3 separate regions of the Bicyclus anynana genome follow, and regions 2 and 3 are each linked to region 1. Evidence: chromatin contacts called from public Hi-C data. All regions are on one chromosome and are shown on one strand. The core of a region is the stretch at or near the end of the contact, and the rest is flanking DNA. Distances in the headings are between cores, read along the strand shown. Region 1 has its middle 16 kb from the start of LOC112048640. Region 2 holds the start of LOC112048641 (adenosine deaminase 2-like). Region 3 overlaps LOC112048640 (T-box transcription factor TBX3).

Region 1 (2,700 bases), core at 136-2,635:
CAACACGCACTGTTAGAAGACTTTTGTCTTCAGGAATATCGGATGAAAAGATGTCACCACAGAGGAATATCGGACGAAAAGATGTCACGAAGTTTTCCGAATGCAGCCCAGCCGAGTTGGATTCGGCGATTCACCTCTTTCTCGAAATTGGACCTACTAACGGTAGGCACCTATTAACATTTTTTAAAATAATTCTTTGTAGTGCACTTCAAGATAAGGAGGTACCTAGAGGAAAATTGCTTAGGCCATCAAGTTACCTTACTCCAGCATTGCTTACCATTATCAATTGACTGGATTTTGTAAGTTGTAAGCGATAGGTAGGTATAGCCCACACAAGAAACTCATAATCATAATCAATACATATAAATAAAATTGTCTGTCTGTGAGTTCAAAATAACCGTGTTTTTTCACTCGAAAACACTGTAGCTATTACGTTTTATGAGTTAATGAATTTCTGCAAGATTAAGTGCATCTATACGAGTAGAACATAATTTCTACTATCTTTAGTTTTATTTTAATGATTTAAAAAACCTTAATATCACCATTGCTTCAGATATTTGTGAATTGCAGGCACAAATTCACGTCACATCATTCAAAAGCTTGTAAATGAAGTTGAATTGTGTAAATTTTTAATTACTTACATATTACCAAAGATATACCTAGTTTGTTTGTTTGAAAGCCTTAAGATACAGAAGATACAGAAGACTTGTAGGTCATTTATGTGACTGTAATTGTAGACATTATCCCTATTATTTTTTGGAAAACTTAAAATATAAGTTACGAGGGTTTCAAACCCCTTTGGTTTGAAACCCTCGTAACTTATATTTTAAGTTTTCGATTTAATTATCACAATTCAAAATTTGTTTATTTTTATAAGGGTCTGTTAACAAGCACTTTTGAAATATTAAATCATGTCATAACTTGATATTTCAAAAATGCTTGTAAACAAAGTTTAAATTAAAATAAACGAATATTGAATTTGAATTTATTGAATATGATGATATTGACAGGTAGATAATAAAAAAAAACTCAAGTACAAAATTGTTACCGTTATCAACGTCGCCAAAAAAAAAACAAATTTAATAAAGAGTTAAGAAAAAAATGCTACTAAAAAGTCAGCAACGCTTCAAAGTCGCCGCCGCCTTACTTTCAAATTAGACGTCTAAAACTTCGAGTGAACAAAAAAAAACAAAACAAGCCCTCCGATACAAATATTGCACAGGACGGCTGTGGACAAGTAAAAATAAAATAACATATTTTTCTCTGAAGATCGCGCAAGCATTGTGACTTCGATGCGCTCGCGCACAAAACGAAAAAAAAAAGCTTTCGCCGCCGCTGTGAAAAAGAGATAGAAACACAAGTGCATTTACTTACATCAGAAAGAGATGACTGCTTTATGGGCGGTCCGTGATCGATTTTCGCATCCAATTAATGTTCAGTGGGCTTCAAAGTGGGTGGGGCGTTCTCGATCCAAACTAATAGCGATCGAGCGAAATGATCTATAGATCATTGCTGCGTCGCAACGCACGTATTCAGTATTGTTATCGTTAATATCGCGGATTATTTTATTTTATTGCGTTTGATAGCTGAATACATTTTTGAATGTATGGGACGGGTCCATGGGGATAGGATTTTGGGAGTTACGATTGATTTGATCCTGTCGGTAGCTGCGTGTTTATTTTTTTTTTAAAGATATTCTTTGTTGAATAGAAACAGGCGTTAGGTAGGTAATGCTAATGCGTTTAGTAGACTATAGTAAGTATCTACCTAACATCTGCTATTCATCTGAATCTACTGCAAAAAAGTAGATGAAATGAGAAAGAAAGAATTCCTAAAACTATGTAAATAATACAATTTGTTTGCCTTACCTTATCTAGGGAATGCCTGTGACTTCGCCTTTGGATTCGTTTCATACCCTTAGTGGCTGAATTTTTTTAGATCTTTTTATTCCTCGCACCTTAATAGAAGGGAATGTAGCTACTCGTACCTATACTTACAAGCTACGTCTATACCTACCTACTTACCTACTCAGGTAAGTACCTAGTATCTATGTACCTACACATCATCAACGTCATCATTAACAGCCGATAGACGTCCACTGCTGGACATAGGCCTCTCGCATGGACTTCCAAACAAAACGATCTCGAGCCGCCAGCATCCAGCGGCTCCCTGCAACCCCTTTGATGTCCTCGGTCCACCTAGTAATGGGTTGACCAACACTGCGCAGGTACCTACATATAGATACCTATGTACATATAGTTAGGTACCTACCTACCTAGCTAAAGAGTTTGCAATCGACAACAAAAGTCCAAATTGAACTCTGATTAGGTCATAGTATAGGCGTTCTGAGTTGATGCTGGCGGCTCGAGATCGTTGTGCTTGGAGGTCCATGCAAGAGGCCTATGTCCAGAAGTGGACGTCTATCAGCTGATAAGGTAAGGCGTTCTGTGATTCTTTCAGGGAAAATTATAAAATGTAGGTAAGTAATGTTACTAAAGTTCAACTTACCTAAATATACCTACATATTGTTAGTTAGGTACCTAAACCTATAGCTAGTAGTCATGTACTTAAGTACCTAGGTACGTAGAAATCGTGTACAAATGAAATTAAATGCAATCTTGATCGGAGACCTAAATTATTAGCGTCATTCGTGCTAACGCTGTGTCAAGACATTGTTATTTTTGCTCACTGAATTTTTTC
Region 2 (2,700 bases), core at 147-2,646, 130 kb after region 1:
TTAGTTACTTCGCAAACTACCTGCGTAGTTTCCGTTTCCGTAAGAATAAAATATAGTTTATGACACTCACGTACGTGGCTTCCTAGTGATAAAAGTATTTTCAAAATCGGTTTAGTATACAGAGATTATACCCCCTACACAAACTTTACCTCTTAATAATTATAGTATGACCTGTGATGACCTTTGGTTCCGGGACTTGGTCGCTAACTATGAGCCTCATAAGATGGCTCAGAGTCACACAGCGGGCGATGGAACGAGCTATGTTAGGAGTATCTCTGCGTGATCGAATCAGAAATGGGGAGATCCGCAGGAGAACCAAAGTCACCGACGTAGCTCAACAAGTTGCGAAGCTGAAGTGGCAATGGGCGGGGCACATAGTTCGAAGAGCCGATGGACGTTGGGGTCCCAAAGTGCTGGAATGGCGACCCCGCACTAGTAAGCGCAGTGTTGGCCGACCCCCCACCAGGTGGACTGACGACATCAAGCTAGTCGCAGGGATTCGCTGGATGCAGGTGGCTCAGTATCGTGATGTTTGGAAGTCTCTACAAAAGGCCTATGTCCTGCAGTAGACGTCCATCGGCTGATATGATGATGATGAATTATAGTATAGATTGAAAAGGTGATGTACCTATATCTACTACCTTATCAACTTTATCAATCTATCGGGCGCAAAGAATCCTGAAAATTTCACATAAATAATGGAAAAATGTACCTATTCATGGACGAAGTCACGGGTGTCTGTTAGTGCTAGGTTGGTACTTACAATTTTGTACTTAAAATTTAAAATTAAATTGTATCTAGAAATAACCAAAGAATCAAATGTAAGTTTTACAATATTTCTGGTTTAAGTCGTATCAATTAAATTAAACCTTTTTTTAAATTTACCTACTAATTAATAAAAATCTACATAAATAAGTTTATAGTATAAAATCCGTGATAGAGCCGTGTTAGCCGAGCTCCGATTCCGGAGCGTGTGGGTTCGAATCCGGTCCGGGGCATGCACCCCCGACTTTTCAGTTGTGTGCATTTTAAGAAATTAAATATCACGTGTCTCAATCGGTGAAGGAAAATATCGTGAGGAAACCTGCATACCAGAGAATTTTCTTAATTCTCTGCGTGTGTGAAGTCTGCCAATCCGCATTGGGCCAGCGTGGTGGACTATTGGCCTAATCCCTCTCATTCTGAGAGGAGACTCGAGCTCAGCAGTGAGCCGAATATGGGTTGATGACGAATAAAATCCTACCAAGGTAGCTATAGTATTCACTTTTTTATTTAATATGAAAATGATTTTGCTTTTGTTTTTATGATGTTATTAAACAATAACGCCAATGTCGCTAACACTCAAGGTCTATATAAATAAACGCTATCCACCCAGCCGGCTCAGTCGCACAAAACGGTGACCGTGTCACAGTGACCCGAGATATCAAGCTGATACGACAACATGGCCGTTATCATTGCGAGTGTACTATTTCTGCTCAGTGCACACGATGTGACGGCCAAGAGCGCGGCCGATTATGCAATGGAGAGAGCCAATCTACTTGCAGAAGAGTCCGAACTGCAAGTGGGAGGTAACATACGTCTTACCGACGAAGAAAACAAAGCGAACGACATCCTGATGCGCTACAAACACGACGAAGTCGACGACTCCTTCAACAATCCAAATCACTTCAATTTCTCGCGACACTACTTCACGTACAAAAATGATATCATCGATTCCAAAGTTTACCAAATCATCAGGAGAATGCCCAAAGGAGCCGCGCTTCATGTCCACAGTTCGTTAATACTGAGCGCTGATCGAATGCTCGAACTGACGTACCTGGACCATTTGTACGCATGTTTCGCGGACGGCGATTTAAAATTACACTTCTCCGAGCGCGTCCCCCAACAACCTTGTACATTTAAATGGCAACTGATCAGCGAATTGAGAAACAACACCGAAAACATTCAAGCGTTCGATGACAATCTAAAATCGCACTTCACAATGTATTCTGACAAAGAAAAAGACTATGAGGGAGATATTAATTACGTGTGGAAAAGGTTTGAAAAAGTGGTGAACGTTATCAAAGGCTTGGTAGAATACCGGCCCGCAGCAGAGAAATTCTTGTACGAGGCTTTGAAAGAATTTTACGAAGACAACGTTATGTATGTCGAACTGAGAAGTGGATTGAAAGCTTTGTACGAACTGAATGGCACTCGACACGACAAAGTGTATATGCCTCGACTGTATCACAGAGTAGCTAAACAATTCAAAGAAGATTATCCAGATTTTGTGGGCATCAAATTAATTGTAACAAAACAACGCAGTGCAGGGATTGATCAAATCAGAAACACCATAAATTTAGCTCGGATAGTTAAACAGGAGCTACCGGAAATGGTTGCCGGTTTCGATTTAGTTGGCCAGGAGGATTTGGGAAAACCGTTAATAGATCTCCTCCCGGTTCTGTCGGATGCTATGGAAGATTTGAATTTTTATTTCCACGGTGGAGAAACGAATTGGTTTGGAACTGTATCGGACGAGAATTTGGTGGACGCGATACTTTTGGGGTCCAAAAGGATAGGACATGGATACGCGTTGATTAAACACCCTTCGCTTATGGCTGCAGTGAGGAACAGAGATATAGCGATAGAAGTGAATGTGGTATCAAATGTGGTGTTATCATTAGTTTGTGACGTACGTAATCATCCGCTGGCTACGTATTT
Region 3 (2,700 bases), core at 86-2,585, 150 kb before region 1:
TTAGGCAAAAATATGAAGGGAGAAATATGCCCTTAATAACTCCTTCAAAATGTTTGTTACAAGAGAAAGCTCAAATATATTTTCAAAATAAAATTCTTGAAAAGGTAGGTACTGGCTCGAAAAGTAATATATAGACAGACAATTGAATACCTACTCTCTCAACCATTTACACCATCAATAACAATAAACTAGATATGTAATAAAAAAGTACACAAAATTAACATTCACCATACACCTACTTACGTCTGTCAGTTCATGTCAAGATATAAAGAAAGAGATGGACTTACCACAAAACTAAATGGCAAAATAAATGTAAGAAGACAGAAGAAGAGATAGGTCGATGATATAATAAAAAACAGCAGGCAGAAACTAGATGCATATGGACAAATATGGAAAAGGATGGAGTAGGCTTTTACCCATGGGGGCCATATAATAAAATAACAGAAAAGAAATAATTTGTTATTAAAGATAACATTATTTATTGTACAACAGTTAAGTGAAAAATTAAGCTATGATAATAATAATAAGAACGTCTGTCAGTTTTGATAAAACGCTTTTGATTCATAAATAGATTCATTGATAAAATAAAATTGCATCAACATTAATTCATTCTACCTAAAACTACCAGTACAATATTACAGTCAATCAATCATTCGTAGTAATCGCCGTTAAGAATTTGATAAATTCAATCAACCTTTTTTTAAGTTATCTGTGCAGTATCTTAATAATCTGCGTTTTGAAAACCATAGCCAATTGGTTAAAAGAGAAAAACAGGTTATTTAAAATCAAGTTCTTTAATCGATTCTAAATTTAAACAAGGTACGTACTCGTAGATATAGTTATAAAAATGATTTTAAAAAAATCTGAGCTAATCACCACGAAAAGAATAAAAGCCGTTAGAAAAGTATCAGAATAATTTGAAAAAAATAACATTAACATAACAGGATTTGTTTTTGTTATTTCTATAACGGAAGATTACAACATTAGCAGCATCTTACTTGATTTATCTAAGGTATTACATAAAGCGATGATGAAGCTACAGTAAGATCGAATTAAAATTATAATTACAGCAGTAACAGAACAAGGCGCCTCATTCTGAAAGCTCCGAGAAAAAAATACTCGTTCTGCCCGTATCATTAGATCATAATCCTTTGGCATTGCCATAATCGTATGAAAAAAACATTGTTGACAATCAAGTTTTTAATCGAAAGCGAATTCTAAATTTAAACAATCGTTCCACGTTGGCCGAGGTGCGCGGACGCGGGAGCAAATCCATTAGCGATTAACGAGTGATCGGGCGGGCACTAAATTAAAATAAATATTTGCCGGCAGCGCCTGCCCACAAAGAGATGCCGCTTTCATGTACGCCGACACAGGTGCCGATGCCCGCTGTACAGCCTCTACACACGGACCAACTTGCAACTCCAACTCGAGTTCCAACCTAACACACTATCCATTTCTGAAATATTTTTTTACAATTCATGTTATTAAAGTAAAGTTTCATGTGTTCAAGACAGTTTCATGCTACAGTTTTCAGTGCTCTATTTAAGACTAAATGACTTGGATTATAATAGACTACTTACGCTATAGCCATAAAAAATTACTTTTTTCAATAAAACTAATGAAACTAAATATATTGGATAGTGGTCAGATAGTTATTATCTATAACTGTCCAACAACCAAAATACACTTCTACCTTTATTTTGGAAATTCAATCAATCAAGCAAAATAAGCATAAATTAAATGAAAATAATGAAATTGATGACGAAAATAATTTGTGGCGATCGTAAGTAATTTATTAAATAAATTGATTACTAACCGCAAATTTAAAGATGAAACTTCTGTCTACTTAAGTGGGGTATCATTGAACTACCAATTACGAGTATTAAAAAGTCAGTTCGAATGAAACTCAGATTGCAAATCGGCGCCGTATGTAGCTGTGTAGTATGTGTATGTACTGTCGCGCACTAGAGTAAAGACAATTCTCGGATAATCTTGCCCTTAGACTGTACTTTCCTATTCATACTATCTCGGGTCGATAGTCGATAACTACTTATGGAGTAGGGAGATTTGAGTGTTCATGCAATTTGCTGCAGATATTTTCTATCGCTTTATTTGCATTTTAATTTAAAAACGTGGGATGGTTTGCATACATTGCTATTTATGAGAGCTTCTTTTATTATTCTCATTTTATCAGTTTTTATAATTGTTTATATTTCTTTTCTTTGAGCTCTAACTTGACAATCAGTCATACGACTGGCGGCTATAATAATGTTTATTTAACTATTCTCTAGATGTCTCTCTTTGGACAAGTACTGCTTCTATATAATATTCAGCATCTATTTCTGCCACGAAGCACTGTGTTTCAAGCTGAAGGGTAGTTATGGCTGTCTCGAACTCACAGATTTCTCTCGAATCAAGTTGACGGACCCAGAGCGGTGTATCAACGAAAGTATCGCTTTGATGGTCCTCTGAACACGAGGTCAATCTTGTGTGAAGATTACCCCTCATCTGCTTGTTTTCATTCTTCTTCATTAATGTCTGATGATAAGCAGTGATGCTTTCAAAATTGTATTAAGTACTTGTTTATAAGATGCCTATCTACTTGACTGTCTTGTCTATTGTCTTGATGGTGTTGTTTTTACATTGTAGCAGGCAGGAAACTTAGAGCCTGAAGAGCACACACTTTTGCTATGTTTA

What was found. A called contact is a pair of places that touch in the nucleus more often than the background predicts.
Region 2: a contact with region 1 is called in a Hi-C map of whole body, with 2.8 times the contacts expected there. The contact joins the promoter of LOC112048641 here to the enhancer-like site in region 1. A contact is called at or near these places in 2 of 2 Hi-C or Micro-C datasets (whole body and whole larva).
Region 3: a Hi-C map of whole larva shows a contact between it and region 1, with 4 times the contacts expected there. The contact joins two enhancer-like sites. A contact is called at or near these places in 2 of 2 Hi-C or Micro-C datasets (whole body and whole larva).

Annotation. Positions count from the first base shown.
Region 1 is chr8:14,153,941-14,156,640 of ilBicAnyn1.1, forward strand. No RefSeq gene overlaps it. Among protein-coding and RNA genes, the nearest start is that of LOC112048640, 16 kb to the left of the region's middle. Within about 2 kb of position 1,386, at least 8 of the 8 cell types and tissues checked have open chromatin away from gene starts, as enhancers often do.
Region 2 is chr8:14,286,040-14,288,739 of ilBicAnyn1.1, forward strand. LOC112048641 (adenosine deaminase 2-like) reads left to right here and starts at 1,397. Exons shown (of 1, transcript XM_024086269.2): 1 at 1,397-2,700. The coding sequence starts at 1,442.
Region 3 is chr8:14,004,391-14,007,090 of ilBicAnyn1.1, forward strand. The region is part of intron 5 of LOC112048640 (T-box transcription factor TBX3); the gene reads right to left. Among protein-coding and RNA genes, the nearest start is that of LOC112051554, 76 kb to the left of the region's middle. Within about 2 kb of position 1,336, at least 2 of the 8 cell types and tissues checked have open chromatin away from gene starts, as enhancers often do.